2 separate regions of the Pan troglodytes genome follow, and region 1 is linked to region 2. Evidence: chromatin contacts called from public HiChIP or PLAC-seq data. All regions are on one chromosome and are shown on one strand. Each heading gives the region's core, a stretch centred on a gene start, on an enhancer-like site or on the middle of the called end of the contact. The rest is flanking DNA. Distances are from core to core; before and after follow the strand shown. Region 1 overlaps LOC104001837 (a long non-coding RNA gene). Region 2 has its middle 77 kb from the start of MIR15A.

The links. HiChIP or PLAC-seq counts read pairs in DNA pulled down with a chosen protein or histone mark.
Region 1: a contact with region 2 is called in an H3K4me3 HiChIP or PLAC-seq map of stem cell-derived excitatory neurons, with 5 times the contacts expected there. The contact joins two enhancer-like sites. A contact is called at or near these places in 1 of 7 Hi-C or Micro-C datasets (stem cell-derived neural progenitor cells) and 1 of 1 datasets of contacts at active chromatin or transcription factors (stem cell-derived excitatory neurons).

The regions. Positions count from the first base shown.
Region 1 is chr14:55,995,838-55,999,071 of NHGRI_mPanTro3-v2.0_pri, forward strand. The region is part of intron 3 of LOC104001837 (a long non-coding RNA gene); the gene reads left to right. Among named protein-coding and RNA genes, the nearest start is that of MIR15A, 350 kb to the left of the region's middle. Within about 2 kb of position 1,569, at least 14 of the 24 cell types and tissues checked have an H3K27ac peak or open chromatin away from gene starts, as enhancers often do. A contact at or near this core is called in stem cell-derived excitatory neurons and stem cell-derived neural progenitor cells, where this site is marked.
Region 2 is chr14:55,717,610-55,720,972 of NHGRI_mPanTro3-v2.0_pri, forward strand. No RefSeq gene overlaps it. Among named protein-coding and RNA genes, the nearest start is that of MIR15A, 77 kb to the left of the region's middle. Within about 2 kb of position 1,297, at least 18 of the 24 cell types and tissues checked have an H3K27ac peak or open chromatin away from gene starts, as enhancers often do. A contact at or near this core is called in stem cell-derived excitatory neurons and stem cell-derived neural progenitor cells, where this site is marked.

The sequences.
Region 1 (3,234 bases), core at 319-2,818, 280 kb after region 2:
GTTTTAGATTTACAGAAACATTCAGAAGATAGTACAGAGAGTTCGCAGATACTCTGCAGTATCTTATAGGTAGTGTAAGACAGTAAAATTAATATATTACATTAGCTACAATTAGTGAACCAATACTGATACGTTATGATTCATTGAAATTCATACTTTATCCAGATATTCTTAGTTTTTAACTTAATGTCCTTTTTCTCTTTCAGAATCCTATCCAGCGATACCGTATTACCACTAATCATCATGTCTCTTCTTGATTGTGACAATTTCTCAGACTTTTCTTGGTTTCCATGACTTTGAAAGATTTGAAAATTATCAGGCAGGTGTTTTGTAGGATGTCCTTCAATTGGAATTTGCCTTTCTCATGATTAAACTGGGCTTATGGGTTTGGGGGAGGAAGACCAAAGAGCTGAAGTGCCATTTTCACCACATCATATCAAGGCTACATACTTTGCACAGGACTTATCACTGTTGTTGATGTTGACCTTGGTCGTCTGGCAGAGGCAGTCTTTGCCAGTTTTCTTTACTGTAAAGTTATCTTCTTCCCTGCCCCTACTTTCATACTATGCTCTTTTGAAGGCAGTTACTATGTGTAGGCCACACTTAGGGAGTGTGGAGTTGTAGTTTATTTTAGTGTACTTGACAAGAAATTGGTTTGTGATATATTGAAAGTGAAAATGGTCCTCCAACACTGCTCATTTGAGAAGCACTGCTCTAAAAACCCTGTGTAAGGGCACACAGAAGAAATGCTGGGACAGAGCCCAAGGCATCTTGGCTTCAGTCCCAGGTCCTGTCATTCCCCAGAGCCTAACTTGGGCATCCATCTAACTGTGGGGCCAATTTGGCTGGCTCTGTAACACCACAGACTACCCCCTAACTTTCCATGAATCTTAAGGAGTGCTTCAAGTCTTGGTGGACGTTTCTGGAATACTAGTTTCCTCAAACCTTGATGCATTCATTTGTCAGAGTTACTGTTTTAGGTCAGGTTCAATGGCAAATAGGTTCTGAGATGGAGATTTGTACACAGAAAATTCTTTTGGTGGGTGATAGGAGAAGGACAGGTCAGAAGGAGAAGTCAAACGTCAATGCAGTCCAAATAAAAGCCCCTGCCAATCTTACGGGGAGCTTTGGACCTGGGATGGCCGTTCAGAGTTGCTCTGAAATTAAGCAGAAAGATCAGCTTTGACTGCCCCCACCCCACCCCACCAAACCCACCCAACACATACACATTGACCAGGTACTGGATTGGATACTCTCTGTCTTTGGGAGGGAGGTGTCACTGGGAAACGTGGCCCCCTTAGCCCATGGACATAACTTAAAAAGGAACTCAGCTAAGCCACCAGAAGTCAACACCCCTGGCAGCTGGGGGATGAATACTTAGGACCTGATGAGAGATCTGGATGGCACCCTGCAGCACTTGCCACAGATACGATTACTGTTTTTAATTCTTTTGCCTTTGTCTTGTGTCTAGATTCCAAGAACCAGGAGGTTGTTTGCTGTACTCTCCCTTGTACAGTTAGCTGTCTCTAGTGCCTGAATGCACTAATTGTCCTTTGGGTATGGATGAGGTAATGAAGGAAAGGGATGCTGGGAAGAGAGGCCACATGAGAAGGTTAGTGTGGGTGTAAGACACAATGCAGAGGATTTGTATTTGTGCCATCTGCCTGCTTCTATGATTCATCTGGGTCTGTGCACCCTTGTAATCAGCAGGCTGCAGCAAACTAAGTGTTGCTTGCTAAAGAAAAATGAAAGCTGGAATTTCAGCAGGGAAGAAAGTATATGCCCCACCGTGATGAGTACAAACACACAGCATCAGGGAAGCCACACAGAATGAATCTCTGAGAAGATTGTTAGCATTTTCCCTCCACGCCCCAGGGGAAAAGGTGTAAGTAACAGAATTAGTCCAATTGGTCAAGAATTCATCTTTCTTGTCACTTGTCTCTTGTGGGAGTTCAAACTTGCTCAGTCCCATCCATTTTGATTGAGAGTGAAAAGAAGGACATTTTAATTTAAGAGCAGAAGATGGAACTTGAGGGCAGAACAAATTTGGCAAATGTAAATTCTTATCCAAAAAGCATGCTTCCTGTACTTGGCACCTTGTTTCCCCGATTCTGCCTGATGTCCATCTCTTTTTCTCATTGCAGTTTGAATTCAGGCATGTGTCTTTCCTCTCAGCTTCACCATGCATAAGGGGATACTTGGCACGAATGAGCTCATCCTGGCTGATAGGAAAATCTTATAATTAGGCAAAGAAACTCAAAAGAACTGAAGCCCTTTTTCCTCCATGAGCATCTTTCACTAACTGGCCTAGGAGTTGGTGCCTACCATTTGGATTATATGTAGCTATGGGGCAGGAAAGGGTTAAAGGATTTAGAAAGAATTGAAATAAAAATGAAAATTTTTTCCCTATTAAGATAGCAGAAGTTCGAATGTGAATCACTGTTTTGCATAATAAGCATGGCCATATAATAATAGCTAATATTGTTGAGTTCTTTCTTAGTGCTGGGCACTGTGCTAAGCACTTTATAGGGGTTATCTCATTTTATGTTCATCATGACTCAGTATTGTGGATATTATTACAACCCCTAAAGACAGATGATGAAACTAAGACTTGGAGAGGTTAGGCAAGTTGCCTAAGTGTGGAGATAAAATTCAAATCTAGGTACCAATGTTTTTGAACCACTCCTGTACTGCTTCAGTAGCTATGGGATGGGGATGGGGGAGTAGTTTGAATGGGAAAATAGGAAGTGTCCTCACATAGGCCTCCTAGGGAAAAGCCCTTCTGAAAAGCATCCTACTGTAAGTTTCCTTCTTGTAGCTTAGACCATTTCCTTTTGTGCTAACAAGAGAGACCAAAGGGACGGTTGAGATCTGAAACTTAAGTCAGAACCTTAAGATTGAATTTGGGACCTCTGATATTGACTCAGAGTCTGTGGCATGAAGATGATGACCAAGGCCATAGATTTGGATAAGATTGTTCCAAGAGGAAACGTGCAAAAAGGAGGTCAAAGAGTTCAGGCTGGATTTTTGGGAAGCCAACATTTAAATTAGGACATGTAGAGGAAAATAAGCCAATAGGAAAGTCCAGAAAGAAGAGTTAATCGTTCTGTGGTAATCCAGGAGAGGGAGGTGTGTCGCTATCCAGAGGCAATGAGGCAAAACTGTCAGCTTGGATGACATCTTGTCTTCTAAGACAGGGGAGGTGGAAGGAAAGATCAGAAGAAAGGTGACTAC
Region 2 (3,363 bases), core at 47-2,546:
TGCCCACTCAAACTGCGAAAGGGCTCCAGCCGGCGGTGCCAGGGGCTGGGGAGCAGCTGGGGAGGGAGCGGAAGTGCCACCCCCTGCAGTCAAGGGTGGTGACGTCACCCCTGCAGCCAGCCTGTAGCGGGGGTGTCTGTACATCACATGACCCGGCCCCCCTCTCCCCGCCGAAGCCCGCGCGCGCGCTCTCTCCCCCAGCCCCGACTCCCACCTCTCCCCCGCCCCCTCTCCCCAACTTTCGCCCTCCCCGCTCCGGCACCGCTGTCAACAGCACCAGCTCCGCCCCCTCCCCGCGCCCTGTGGAACCGCCACGGCGGCGCGGCGGGCGCTCGCGCTCAGGTCCGAGGCTCCGAGAAGCGAGCGTGCCCCGGTTCCACCCTGCCCCCCAGCTCAGTGCTTGCTGGCTGCGTGGGCACCAGAGCCAGGGGGCACGGCGGCGTGCAGCGACAGCGCTTCTCTGCTCCATCCTCCCACAGCAGTTAGAGGACGAGGCTGAGGCGCCGGGTCCGAGCTCGGAGGGAGCGAGGCGCATGCAGCGGCCTCCGGGCCCTGACGCGTAGCCTCCGGGGGTCGGCCCACGGGCGAGAGAAGCAGCCGGGAGCCCCTCTCGACCCCAGCAAGGCGGCCCGCGCCTCCGCTCTCCCTACCGCCCGGGTGGCGCACGCCAGTCCTCCGTCTCTGGCTGCGGCGCAGGCACCGGCCATACGACGAGGGGCCAGGCGGGGACCGCCTCCTTGAGCCCCCTCGGCCACCCCTGCCGTGTGGACTGCTGGGGTTGCAGATTTGCTGGCTGTTGCTGCAGCGCCTCGTTCTATTTTTCCTCTCAGTTCCCTTCTAAAAGTGGAGGCTCGGGGGAGGAAAAAGAAAGCCCACAGTGTTGAAAGGGGCGGTACGGACTGACCTGTCAACGGCGGAGGAGGAAGACCCCCGTTCGGGGCGAGCTCTCGAGCCCGCGCAGGGATCGGAGCTCTGGGCTCGCGCGGAAAGGCGCGGCGGCAGCTGTGCCTCAGCCAGGTGTCCCCCCTCGGCGGGGCCCGCGCCGCCGCGCCCGCCCCCTCCCCCGGCGCCGCGCTCCCCGCCCCATCGCCGGGGACCAGGGAACCCCCCGGCTCGATTTTTTGTGCAGTTTCAGCAAAGCTCCGAGGAAGTTGGTCCTTTTGTTCCACTATTTATAGATTGCGTCAACATTGCGAAAAGGAGAAGGCGGAGCGGTGGCCCCTCCCCCTCCCCTCCCCCCGCCGGCTCCTGGGAGAGAAAAGCCCCAGCACACGACCTAAGTACACAGCGCGCCAGCCGCCCGCCCGCGGCCTTCTGCTCCCCGCTTCTTCCCCCTCCCAGCCGGGGCCCGAACGCTGCCAACCCCGTCACGTGCCCGCCCGGGAAAACCAGCTCCCCGGGGCTCCGCGCCGCCCGCCAGGCTTCGTGGCGGCGGCGGCGGCGGCGGCGGCGGCGGCGGCGGCAGCGGCCTCACCCAGCTCGTGGGCTCGGGCCGCGGCTCAGGCGTCACGCATAGCGTGGGCACCCACGCCCTCGCCACCCGACGAGGATCTCGGGCTCCGCGACTTGTGGGAGTGCTGCGGGGCGTCCCGCACTTCCGCCCTCTCTCGCCTCCGGCTCCCCAGTCGCCGCCCCGCTCGCCGAGTGTGCGCGCATTCGGGCCTCGCCTCGGAGCCGGGAGGCTGTCCTGTCCCCAGGCCCCTCGCGCGGCTGCTCTTCCAGGCATTGCGGTGCTAGCCCCCTCTCCCGCGCACGACTGGGGAGGGCAGAGGTGTGAGGGATGCGGGGGTGGCTCGCAGCCGTTCGCGGGCAGGCGGGCGGAGCGCGGGAAGCGCGGTGCGGGCGTTGCATGGCGCACCCAGACGCTCTCCCTCCTCCGCAGGTGCAGCGGGGCGTTGCGCGAGCTCGAGTCCCCCTTCCCGGACAGCTAGGGAGAAGGGAGTTTGCAGACCGGAGCTACAGTTGGAAGAATATAGTTTTTGAGAAGTTACTGGAAGTTAGATGTGAGACAAAAACAGACGAACTTTCCTTCAAAGCCTTATGACGAAATGATAGGCCTTGCCATACCCTTGAAATGAAACTGAGCTCCCTACCGGCCTAAAGCCTCTGTTCCTGAGCTTCATGTAAACAAGGAGGGCGGTAAACACCAGAGGAAGGCCTTACAACAATACCAAGTGCAAGTAGCTCATTTGAGTGTTATTTACCTTAGCAGCTTCCCTGAGTGATTTATGTTTATTGCAGTTTAACTTTACAGGGTGGGAATAAAATAATTTGGCTTCTCAGATCGCTGGCGGAAGAAACTAGAGCTGAGCTGGGACGAGGGCAAGAAGCGCGTCGGACCTTTCCTGGCAGCTGAACAGTGTGATGAACAGTCTGGAAGGGTTATGTTATTACTTAAGGGGTTTGGGGAAACCGTTCCCGCGCACAGACCCTCATTCGGGCCAACTGCAGGCCGTGGGGGACTCTTCAAGGACTCGCGCACCCCGAGCCGAGCTTCCTGGCTGGGCACTGGGCTCAGCCAGTGCTGAGAGCGCTTTCGCTGGGCCAGTCAAGACAGCAATAAGTTTGCCTCTATTTGGGAAACCTTTCCAGGCTTACCTGCCCTCTTTTAAGAGGCAGACTTTAGGTGGTGGGATCGTCAGCTGCCAATGTGTGCACTCGTTCTAAAGAAGGCGAGAGGAAGTAAAGCGAACCTGTGCAGTGTTTGCTGGGCTTCCAAAACGCGGAGCTTAGTCGACCCCCCAGCGAACCGGACGGCGCTTTGGTCCCCTCACACCTAACGGTACTCAGAGCCTGGTGCGGGAGCTGGCGCGCTCTCTCCTGGTTTCCTTCCAATTTAGGCAAAGGGCCTGGCCGCCCGTCTTCCTGCTTCTGCTGTGCCCTGCCACAGCACTCCTAAGACGGCGAATTCGTTTCTGCGCCAATTTTGTTTTGAATATCTACAAACCACTTTTCCTTGCATGAAGAAAACAAGGCAGGGCCCCCTGGCCTGTCCCACACCTGCGAGAGGCAGAGATACAGAGGCCTCGGGCCTCAGCCTTCATTTCCCCGCCCTAGCTTCGCGCCAAGCTGCAGTGTCCCCGACACACTGTCAGGACACGCGCTTTTCGCCCCTACTTTGTTCTTGCGCAGTCTTCCCAGCTGCGGAGAGGAGGGAGCGAAAGCAAAACGAAAGCACCCGGGGCGCATCAGTCGCAATAGCTTCCCTGAGCGCGGCCGTGGGAGGCCAAGATCTGAGGTCGCGAGGCGAAGGTGGGGGCCCGAGCTGCGCAGAAACTGGGTGGGGGCGGTCCCTGGAGGGCGCCCGGGAGCTGCTAGAAGTTGTCCGGAGCCCCTCATCCCCCTGGGAAAAGCGAACGCGGA